3 separate regions of the Mus musculus genome follow, and regions 1 and 3 are each linked to region 2. The links are chromatin contacts, called in public HiChIP or PLAC-seq and promoter capture Hi-C maps. All regions are on one chromosome and are shown on one strand. Each heading gives the region's core, a stretch centred on a gene start, on an enhancer-like site or on the middle of the called end of the contact. The rest is flanking DNA. Distances are from core to core; before and after follow the strand shown.

What was found. Promoter capture Hi-C pulls out the DNA fragments that hold promoters and counts their contacts. HiChIP or PLAC-seq counts read pairs in DNA pulled down with a chosen protein or histone mark.
Region 1: a contact with region 2 is called in an H3K27ac HiChIP or PLAC-seq map of embryonic stem cells, with 2.7 times the contacts expected there. The contact joins two enhancer-like sites. A contact is called at or near these places in 3 of 39 promoter capture datasets (the C10 cell line, cranial neural crest and second pharyngeal arch cranial neural crest), 1 of 484 Hi-C or Micro-C datasets (neural progenitor cells), 2 of 115 datasets of contacts at active chromatin or transcription factors (embryonic stem cells and trophoblast stem cells) and 2 of 9 other capture datasets (embryonic stem cells and liver).
Region 3: a promoter capture Hi-C map of embryonic stem cells shows a contact between it and region 2, with 2.6 times the contacts expected there. The contact joins the promoter of Klf17 here to the enhancer-like site in region 2. A contact is called at or near these places in 6 of 39 promoter capture datasets (embryonic stem cells, hematopoietic stem and progenitor cells, hippocampal neurons and 2 more), 1 of 484 Hi-C or Micro-C datasets (nephron progenitors), 1 of 115 datasets of contacts at active chromatin or transcription factors (embryonic stem cells) and 1 of 9 other capture datasets (pancreatic islet).

What each region holds. Positions count from the first base shown.
Region 1 is chr4:117,341,645-117,345,189 of GRCm38.p6, reverse strand. All of the region lies in intron 2 of Rnf220 (ring finger protein 220), which reads left to right. Among named protein-coding and RNA genes, the nearest start is that of Gm40231, 24 kb to the right of the region's middle. Within about 2 kb of position 1,614, at least 23 of the 459 cell types and tissues checked have an H3K27ac peak or open chromatin away from gene starts, as enhancers often do. A contact at or near this core is called in embryonic stem cells, where this site is marked.
Region 2 is chr4:117,579,908-117,583,400 of GRCm38.p6, reverse strand. It overlaps Eri3 (exoribonuclease 3), which reads right to left. Exons shown (of 9, transcript NM_080469.4): 4 at 685-801. Among named protein-coding and RNA genes, the nearest start is that of Eri3, 31 kb to the right of the region's middle. Within about 2 kb of position 1,995, at least 4 of the 459 cell types and tissues checked have an H3K27ac peak or open chromatin away from gene starts, as enhancers often do. A contact at or near this core is called in embryonic stem cells, where this site is marked.
Region 3 is chr4:117,763,790-117,766,939 of GRCm38.p6, reverse strand. Klf17 (Kruppel-like factor 17) reads left to right here and starts at 1,274. Exons shown (of 3, transcript NM_029416.2): 1 at 1,274-1,439. The coding sequence starts at 1,395.

The DNA of each region.
Region 1 (3,545 bases), core at 365-2,864, 240 kb after region 2:
TACATGTGCGTTGTCTCTTATTCCTTACTACAATCCCACGAGTCGGGTACAAGGAGTTCAGACTTCATCTTCCTCATGTGGAGAACTGTGGAAGCTCTTGAAGGCTTGGAAGGAGGCAAGCTGTGTTGTCAGATTTGCCTAGGTCTTATAAGTGGAGTCCTGTGACATGAAAAGGGAGGTGGGGGCTGGAGAGATGGCTCGGTGGTTAAGAGCACTGGCTGCCCTTCCAGAGATCTGTGTTCAATTCCCAGCAAAGCAGCTCACAATTGTCTGTAACTCCAGTTCCAGGGGATCTGACACCCTTACACAGGCATATATGCAGGCCAAACACCAATGCACATAAAATAAAAATACATAAATTATAAGGAACAAAGAAAGAAAGAAAAGGAAAAAGGGAAGGAAGGAAAAAGGAAGGAAGGAAAAAATGGAAAGAAGGAAAAAGGGAGGTGGCAGGCAGGATCAAGACAACCAAGGTGGTGCCTAAGCAAAGCAACTGCTTGGAGTCAGTCAGTGGAGACACCAGGTCAGGAAAAAGAAGTGACCAGAACCCACTGAAGGAGACTAAAGGTTGGGTATTTTGGAAATCGTGCAATCCAGGATCAGAAGCAAGTCTGGGAGGAGGCCAGAAGAGTTCATCTCGGATAATTGGAGCCACGGGATTGTCATCCATTAGCAGTGTCTGACAGTCTCAGGGAGCAAAAGGTACAGACAGAAAGTTTAAAGTCAACAGAATAGAGATGATGGAACATAGATTCCCAGAGGATGTGTTCCGCTTAAGGCAGAACTGGGCCTCATAAGCCCTTCATCCCGTAACCCTTGCTCTCTGTTGAATCACCTCTCTGTGTCTCCTGAGTTGCTCTCTGCCCAGTCGCACTCTCCATGTGACTGTGAAGAGCTGTGGCACGCATGCTCTCCTCCACAGACCTCCTGCTTTCCACCTGCAGGCTTACCACCCTGCTTTGCCTGGCTTCACTTCACTTGCCTGGCCCCTGCCCACTCCCCAGATTGTGCTTCCCGGCTTCCATTTGCTTACACTTGAGATGTGTGCCTTGCAGCCCACAAGCACACCACACCCATCCGTGCTCCTGTTTAGGAAGACTCCGGTGGCACACACCTATAATCATATACCTAAGAGGCCGAGGCAGAAGGGTCATGAGTTCAAAGCCAGCTGAAACGAAGTGGGAAAAGGGAGGAAGAAATGAAGGAGTGAAAGGAGAGAGAGAGAGAGAGAGAGAGAGAGAGAGAGAGAGAGATTATTTACTTAGCTCAGTAAAGAGTTTACTTGCTTGGTGTTCATTGCTTACTTCCTTGGTGATCGCAGGGCCTCATTTGTTCTCCTGTTTTGTGAGGACTGGACAGAGAGGGCACCCCACTCTGCCTGCCTGCCTTAGGGGTTCTGTAATTCTGCGATTCTGCCTGTTCTCCTTCTTACACTATGTAAACACAGCAGTCTACTGTATCTTCGAAGTCACTGTGACGAACCTTCCCTTCCCTGAACCAAGTGAGGTGCCTGCTTTATACTTGCGTAGCCTCTGGTGGGAGCCACCCCTGGGACCGTGGCTGTCTCTGTGTTTTGATTACCTGCCCTCTCAGCAACCTGCCCGCTTGGGAAATATTTGTTTAATAAATGAGATAATTGTGCCCCATGTTGACTGCTAGAGCTACCAAGTTAACTGGGACAAGGTCCTTATCCTGGTCAATAGCCAGTCTGTGTGTGGACACGCACTGTTTCCCTGGGGTGGATCACCATAGACCATTTAATAACAGTAGCACATGTCTTCCGTGGACATTGTCTCTTTTGATCTTTACAGTGGCGTTGAGAGAATGCAGGGAAGGCAGATTATTAGTTCCCAGGTCGTAGCTATAGGGAAGACAGAGGTGGAGAAAGGCTGCCATCTTTGTTGTTCCAAGTTCACTGCTTGAAGGAGAGGATATGGAAGCCATGGAACTCAAGCTGTTCTTTTTTAGGGGTGCCTACCAGCAGCTCCTCATCCTGCCTCCTCATCTTCCCTGCCTTTGGCAGGGGAGATCCTCCCCCCACCCTCCGCCCGCCCCACCTTCCCCGTACTATTGCTTCCCCACCCAAGTTAAGCTTGGGGTAACTCTGAACTAGGACTGGCTACTACTAGGCTGGCTCTAACCAGAGCTCCTCAGCCGAGCCAGGCAGGATGGGCCTCAGTGTAAACCGGATTTGCCTTGTAAACAGCTGAGCAGCTGGGCTCCGTCTTGGCAGGGGAGCCCCAGCACAACCCAGCAGGACATCCCCAGCTCAGCGGGGCATTGTCCAAAGAAAAAGGGGGGTAAAAGCTGAGTAAACAAGAAAGGATGGCCAGATTTTGATTCTCGGACTTGTTATTTCAGCCGCACTGGACCGATGGTGTACCGGCCATGGGGCGGGCCCCCCACTCTCTAGCTTTGTTAAACCAGAAGGGCTAAAGTCTGACAGATCTTCCCACCCCTTCCTCATAGGCTTAAGTGGGGACTGCTGGTACGTGAAGGTGGGCTCCAGGAGCTGACTGGAGGGCAAAGAGTTGGGCGTTTGCCAAGTTGCTGTGTTGATGCAGACAGTAGCCCAAGGACTTCATAGAGCAGGTGACACTGAGGGTCAAGTGGCCAAGGCTGTTGACAATGTTACCTTAGACATCTCCACTCTGTAAGGCAAGGCCATCCTGGCCATTCTAACCTTGTAATAATCTTGGTCCCCAAGTCCCACTTGGAACCTCAGTCTCAGGCTTCGCAGCCTAGTAATCCTGGGTCTTGGGCCAAATGCAAGCTTCCAGTGTCCTCGGGGTTTTCATCTCCAAACTACGGTCTGCTGTTTAGTTGTGTTTCTGTTGTAGTAAAATACCCTGGCAGAAGCAACAAAAGAGAAGAGGTTCGTTTGGCTTACAGTTCTGGGTTCTGTAGTTCATTGTGACCCGGAAGTCAAGTGACTCAAGTTTGAGAGTTCCATTCACAGTGGAGAGCAAACAGCACTGAATGAATGAATATGCACGCACTTGTACTTAGCTTACCGGCTGCGTTACACAGTCCAGGATCCTCTGCTCAGATAACAAGTCACCCATAATTAATGGCAGTCTTCTTGAGAATTAGTAAATTTAATCTAGACAATGATTCACAGGCATTCTCAGAGGCTAAGCTTAATCTAGCCCAGTGGCTCTCAACCTGTGGGTCGCAACCTTTTGGGGGTCAAATGACCCTTTTGCAGGTGTTGCCTAAGACCATTGGAAAACACAGATATTTACAATCTGATTTATAACTAGCAAAATTGCTGTTATGAAGTAGCAATAAAAATAATTTAATGGCTGGGGGTCACCACCTAGTAAAGGGTTGCAGGGTTACGAAGATTGAGAACTACTGGTCTAGACAATCTCTCACAGATATGCAAAGGGTGACATCGTAGGTGTCATGTTCACAGTGCTAGGCACCACATACCTGTTCCTAGCTTTCCACCTACCATCAGCACCCACATATCCATTCTCTATAGACTCAGCTTCTAGATTTATATTCCCGACTTAACTCAACTTTAGCTCCTTGCAAACTCT
Region 2 (3,493 bases), core at 746-3,245:
GGTAATTCTACCACAGAATGCCTGGCAGGGCACACTATAGGAAAATGGCCACAGAAGGTGGCGTCTCTGCAGCATTCTGAGAGTTAGCCCTCTCAGGAGCTGCACTCCCTCCACCCTGATGATAGCTCTTTTAAACCTCCAGCAATTATCAAAATCTCAGTTCTGTAAAATGGGGTCAGTGCTAATCTGCAGACAAGTTAGCCAAGTACAGGACAAACCAAGATACGGACACTCAGCCTTGGCCAGCCTATCTTCTCTGTCCTGGGTGGGAAAGTCATGCTTTACTTTGCTGAACAGAGCAACATTAACATCTCAGGAAGCTAAGAAAACCTGGACATAACAATTCCTTCCAAGCAACTGAAATCCTCACTGTTGCAAAACAGGCCCTACTGAAAACGGAACTGGAAAGAACCTGAGTCCCAGAAGTCCCATACTACTCCTAGACTGACTCCATGTGTCCAGTTGCCAGGAATACTGAGAACAAGAAGGAAAGGGAAATGTTGGGGAGTCTGGGGCAAACTGTATCACTGCTGTCCCTGGGAACAGATATTCAAGCAGTCACAGATTAAAGTCAAGTGAAAAGCCATTGCTGGGCTCTTGCCTTAACCATCGATTAGACCTAGCTTTCCCTACATGGCCTGCATAAACCAACAATCCCAAAGCTCCTCTCCCAGCAGCCCTTACCTCTGTACAGAAGGGGGTAAGCTGTGGGTGGACTACAGGCTGGACATACATGTGAAAGGTAGACTCGATTTCCATGGTCCGGCCATTTAACTTCAGGATGGGGAACTCAATGATTTCCTAGAATGCCAAAGAGACAGAAGAGAAGGTAAGTTATTTTGATCAACCATTTCAAATAACTATGCAAAGCCAAGAAAGAATGAGTGTTTGTGGCTCGTTCCTTCTGCCGGCTCAAACCCAAGGCTAGAAGAGGTGATGTCAACATTTATAATCCCACTGCTCACACTGCTAAAGCCTTCTCGTCGTTTTAGGGAAGGAAGACAGTGGTACACTCTGTCTGTTTCCCTCACAGAGGCCCATTCGGATGATCCTCTAAGACAAAGAAAGGCCTTCCATCTCTTTCTCGCCCAGGCTGTTGTCCTGAAATGTCTGAATCTCCAGGTAAGCAAGCAGCCATCACTCAGCACAGACTTCCTTGTATGAATCTTAAACACTGCCCGTGGTGGGATGGGATGGTGCGGAGGCAGGGGTGGGGGGGCAGGGGATCTTCATTAGTTTTTGTGAGGAAAAAAAAGGTGACAAACAAACAAACTCCCCAAATAAAGCCAAAGGGGACCTGAGAGACAAGAACACGGAACACAAGTTAATAGTGGCTAGTGCCTCCCACCTTTCCTCTCAAGCACTGCACACTCCCCTTTGCCTGCCCCTACCCGCCCAACCGCTTAGCCAGCCCTTCCCAGTCTGCTGGAAGGTAATGGAAGAGGAGGAGGAGGAGTGACAATTTGTTTGGTGTCTCTAAGATTAATTTGTCTCCGTTATTTAATAGAGATGCACAGCACCAAGGTCCTGGTGTGCAAACAGGCTTGCAGAACGCTGGCTGTGCAGCACGCCTCATACATCGTTCCTGGAGAGGGAGGGATGCACCAGAGGGGGGAGAGGGCAGGAGAGAGCACGCGCAGCAGAGAGAAGAGGGAAACCAAGGGGAGAGAATAAAAAAATATATTGCTTTTTAATATTCAAAAACAGTTTGCAAAATTTAATCAAAGCAGAGGAAAAGCTAACATTTTTACCACTTTGACATTTTTATTAGCGCTTTCATAAATTTTTAAAACATGAATGGAATTAGTTTACAACACCCACACACACAAAAAACTGCCCTGAAAACATCTGGAAGAGACAAATAGGAAATAATAAAAAAATAAATAAAAGCAAAATCTTCCAAGTAAAATTAGCATGTGAAAAAAGCCTACACTGCAGAGACAAAAGGGAGCTCTGCCCACACAGGGCCCCAACAATCCTCTTCGGGGCGTGCCTACCCCAGAACCCTCACTCTACAGAAGATCCTCCTAGAATCATCAAAGCCAAGGCAGAGACAGTCTGGAAGAGCAATAGAAAAACCACCACTGCTGACCACTTCTGACCACACTCAGCAAACCAGTGGGCAGGAAAACAGAAAGTTGTCAATTGTCTCTATGTCCCAAGGAAGACAACTACCATCCTTTGGAAACACATCCACTAATATTATGGACTTGTTTTTTTAAGTATTTATTTCAACCCAAAGCCTAACAGTAAGACTGAGAAACAAATCAATGCAGTTAGATTTCATATCAGAGAAATTTAAAGGCTCTGGTTGCCTGGTAGCCCTAGGCCAGTGGTTTTCAATCTTCCTAATGCTGTGACCCTTTAATACAGCTAAAGGTTGTGGTGACCCTCCCAACCAGAAAATTATTTTTGTTGCTACTTAGTAATTGTAATTTTGCTACTGTATGGATCATAATGTAAATATCTGATAAGCAAGGTACTGATACGTGACCCCTGTGAAAGCGTCATTCGACCAGACTCATTAGCTGACCGGAGCCTACCTGGTCCCCCTGAGCTGATCCCCAGAGATGAAGAAGCTGAAGAGAACTTATTACCAGACACAGGAAGGGCAAAACGGCTGCAAGGTTAAGGGCAGGAAGGCTCAGACTGCTCCCTAGGCTCCTGATAGACACCTCTTCTCCCAGTGGAGTGAAGGCCTCGTCCTCCAACTGGTAAGCCTTTGTTCCCATAAAGCACTATAAAGGAGCCCAAGCAGAGGGGAGTTTTGCTTTGGACAACTAAGTTGAGCATTCATTCACACACACATATACCATACACACTGTTCCTAAAAACTCACATATCCACAATTCCCAAGAGCTGTGGTGCATGAGTTAGACCCCACCCCCACCATAACCCCAGTTTGTAGTAAATCCTCCCTCTCCTACTAAATAGGAGAAACACGCCCCGCCCTGCCCCACCCCACCCCACCCCACCCCACCACACCCCCACCATAGAAAGCGCTGTACAGCCTGGTGAGTTTGGCTGCCCTGGTGTCCAAGGAAACAAATACAGCAGCTCCTCACTAACAACGTTAGCTGGGCCCGAAATGAGATTTAACCTGTGACACAACTGTACTTTTCATTTAAACTTTCATTTGGAAAGAAACAGTGTTTGGAGACCTGCAGTTTGTCCTGCTAATAAAGACAAGTGTTGGGACCTTTAAGGATGCCATTCATCTTTGGCTTTTATTAAATTCAATTTTCTTAAGCCTGTGATACATTATGAAATTAGGAGTTGACATTCCTCTGGAAACAAAAATATCTATCAAACATAAATAGGGGAAAACCTCTATTACCAAGAATGTATGGCTTAAAGTTGATCTCTTTCTACTTTTTTACAAGCACACGGTTTGTTTTAGATATGTGAGATGCTATTACAAATCTGGAATTTCATTAGTATTATAAAACAGAACGTGCTTCAGCTCCTGCTCTGACCAGAGCTGTACCAGCTT
Region 3 (3,150 bases), core at 25-2,524, 180 kb before region 2:
ATCACCTGTTATCTTAGAATGTCATACACTGAGCTGGGCGTGGTGGTGCAAGCCTTTAATCCCAGCACTTGGGAGGCAGAGGCAGGCAGATTTCTGAGTTCGAGGCTAGCCTGGTCTACAAAGTGAGTTCCAGGACAGCCAGAGCTATACAGAGAAACCCTGTCTCGAAAAACCAAAACCAAAACCAAAAACAACCCCCCCCCCCACACACAAAAATGTCACACACTGACCAAGGACAGTCATTCATACACACACACACACACACACACACACACACACACACACACACACACACACTTTTATTTTGCTAGTGGTTTGCTTGTTTTTTTGGCTGGTTGTTTTTGCAGGACCAAGTCTTGCTGTCCTCACTGCCCAGACTGTTCCTGTACTCAGCATCCTACTGTCTTTACCCTGGGATTACAAATGTGTGCCACCTATGCCCAGATTCAAAGGTATATTATATTACTAACTTAATTTTAAATTTGAGATGGAGTCTGCCCATTCAGGAACTCAATATATAGATCGGGATGGTCTTGAATTCAGAGACCTGTCTGCTTGCCTTATTTCTCTCCAAAATAAATCATTTTTTTTTAACATTTATTTTTATAGTGTGAGTGCTTTGCCTACAGGCATGCATGTTCACCTGCATGGTACCCAAGGCAATCAGAGGAGGGTGTTCAATTTCCTAGAACTGGAGTTACAGAGAATCAGCGCCCCCACACCGGGTATGGTTAATACTGTGGGATGCCTAAATTGTACGGTGTGGGCATCTGGGCGTCACTTTGCATGGAGGAAGGACAGAGGCGCTCCTCCTTAGCCCTATGAAAACCTACTGTGTTGGTCTGGAGGGATTATGGTGTCTCTTTTGTCTACAGAGGCTGTGCACCCTTCCTGTGTTATCAAGCCTTTCTTCTGTTTCTCCACTGAGATCAGAGAGACTGGCTTGACTGAAGTCTCAGATCGCGGTTTCCCCAACACTCCTTTCTGTCAAGCAGTTGCTCAAAACTGTAGGTTAGAGGGTCTAGGTAGAGAAGGGCGGAGTGGGGTAGGGGATAGGGGGTTTGTGGAGGGGAAACTGGGAAGGGGGAATAACATTTGAAATGTCAAAAAATAAAATAATAACCAATAAAAACTGGGGGGAAAAGTGCTAACGTTCAGTGGTTTCCCGGACCCTGCAGGCATAAGGCCTACAGAGTTCTGGGATTGCATGGATGCTGAGTTGGGAGGGGACTGGGTGGGTGGGTGTGGCCTTGACTCCGCCCAGTGCTCAGAGGCAAATAAAAACTCCACGCAGCCATTGTGGGATTATGGCGTAGTAGTGTTGGGACCCACGCCTGTGACGGTGTAAGGGCCGGGCAGCCTCCCGTTTGTTCTCAACTTGGGTCTCAGCCGGCATGGAGCAGGACAATAAGGAACAGGCTATGCACCAGCCTCCCATGGTGAGTCTTTGGTCCACCCTAGGGTGGCGCAGGTGTTGGTGAAGAATGGAGGGTGTGGATGGGGTGAGGCTGGCGGTGGGGGGGGGGGGGGAGGGAGAGAGGGCACAGCCCAAGGGAGGCTTGTTTAGTCAAGTATGTTTTAAAGCAAGCGTTAGAGTCTGTGTTGGGGGGGAAGGACTCACCTGAACTTTATAGAGAGGAGTCTGTATACCACCATGTGAGGGGTGGGGAGGGAAAATTTACTAATTGGAGCCCTTTGCCAAACTCAACTAATAGTTCTTGGGTTACTTTTTTTTTTTTTTTCTTTTTCGGGAGGAGGAGGGGAGTTTAAAGATGGTGTTGCTGGGCAGTGGTGGCGCACGCCTTTAATCCCAGCACTTGGGAGACAGAGGCAGGCGGATTTCTGAGTTCGAGGCCAGCCTGGTCCACAGAGTGAGTTCCAGGACAGCCAGGGCTACACAGAGAAACCCTGTCGTGTCTCTGTGTAGCCCTGGCTGCCCTAGAACTCTCGGTAGACCAGGGATCTGAGAGCGATTGTAGGGACAGATTTGTGTACTGCCGTTGAGGAGGAAATTTATTTATTTGAATCCTTTGCCAGACTCCACTGGTAGTTTTGGGGAGTCCGGGTAGGGGGGAGGTTGAAAGATGTTTTTTCTTTGTAGCCCTTGCTGTCTTGGAACTTTCTCTGTAGACCAGGCTGGCCTCAAACTCAGGTCTACCTGCCTCTGCTTCCAGTGTTGGGATTAAAAGTGTGAGTCACCATGCTATTTTTTTAAATTTAATTATTTTCTTATTTTGAGACCAGGTCTCTAGGTAGTCCTCTTGTTCTGGGCTATGTAGACCAGACTAGCCTCAAGCTCAGAGACTGGCTTGCCTCTGCCTTCCAAGTGCTGGGATTAAAGGCGTGTGCCACCACTGCCTGGCACCACAACTGTTTTTAATAACAAATATTAAAGCCTCTAACCCAACCCCGTCTCCAAATGTGCTCTTAAATAGGGAGGCTCACTTGAAGGCTAGAAAGCTATTGTGACAATCCAGGTGAGGGTTTAAATAGTGAGCCCTAACATGCAGAAGGAGAATCTAAACATGGGGAGTTATTTTGGAACCGGAACGAGGACTGGTGGGAAGTATTTGGGAAATAGAGGGCCACTCCTGGTGGGAAGAGGCCAGGAGCCCTGGAAGTAATCCTCCAAAAACTTTGTTAAGACAGTCTCTACAAAGGCTGGCTATCCTGGAATTCATTATGTAGACTAGGCTAGCCTCTTAACTCACAGAACACATGCGGCTCTGCCTCATGAGTGCTGAGACTAAACGCCTGCACCCTGACACCCGGCCTCCCCGAAAGTCTTACTCCAAGTCAGGCACAAGTCTACTCTGATCTATCTTGGCTGTTCGCCGTGCAATGGCGTGTTTTACACATGTATGATGCATATTGAGCACATTCATCCCATATGCCCCTCATACCACCTCCGATTCCTGCTCTCATGCACACTGGGTTTAAATGCTCATGGCTTGTTCCTTATATTTTTAGGAACCCACTGAGTTTTCCTAGATGCCTGTAGGTTTTGGGTTTATTTAGTAAATCATGAATAATTTACCAGTACAATTTATACAAATGACTCTCCTTACTTCAGCAACTTTAAAAAATACCACTAAGTCCTTAACTAAGGGTAAGTTTCATGTCCGTGTTCCCCTCTAAAGTTTACAAATG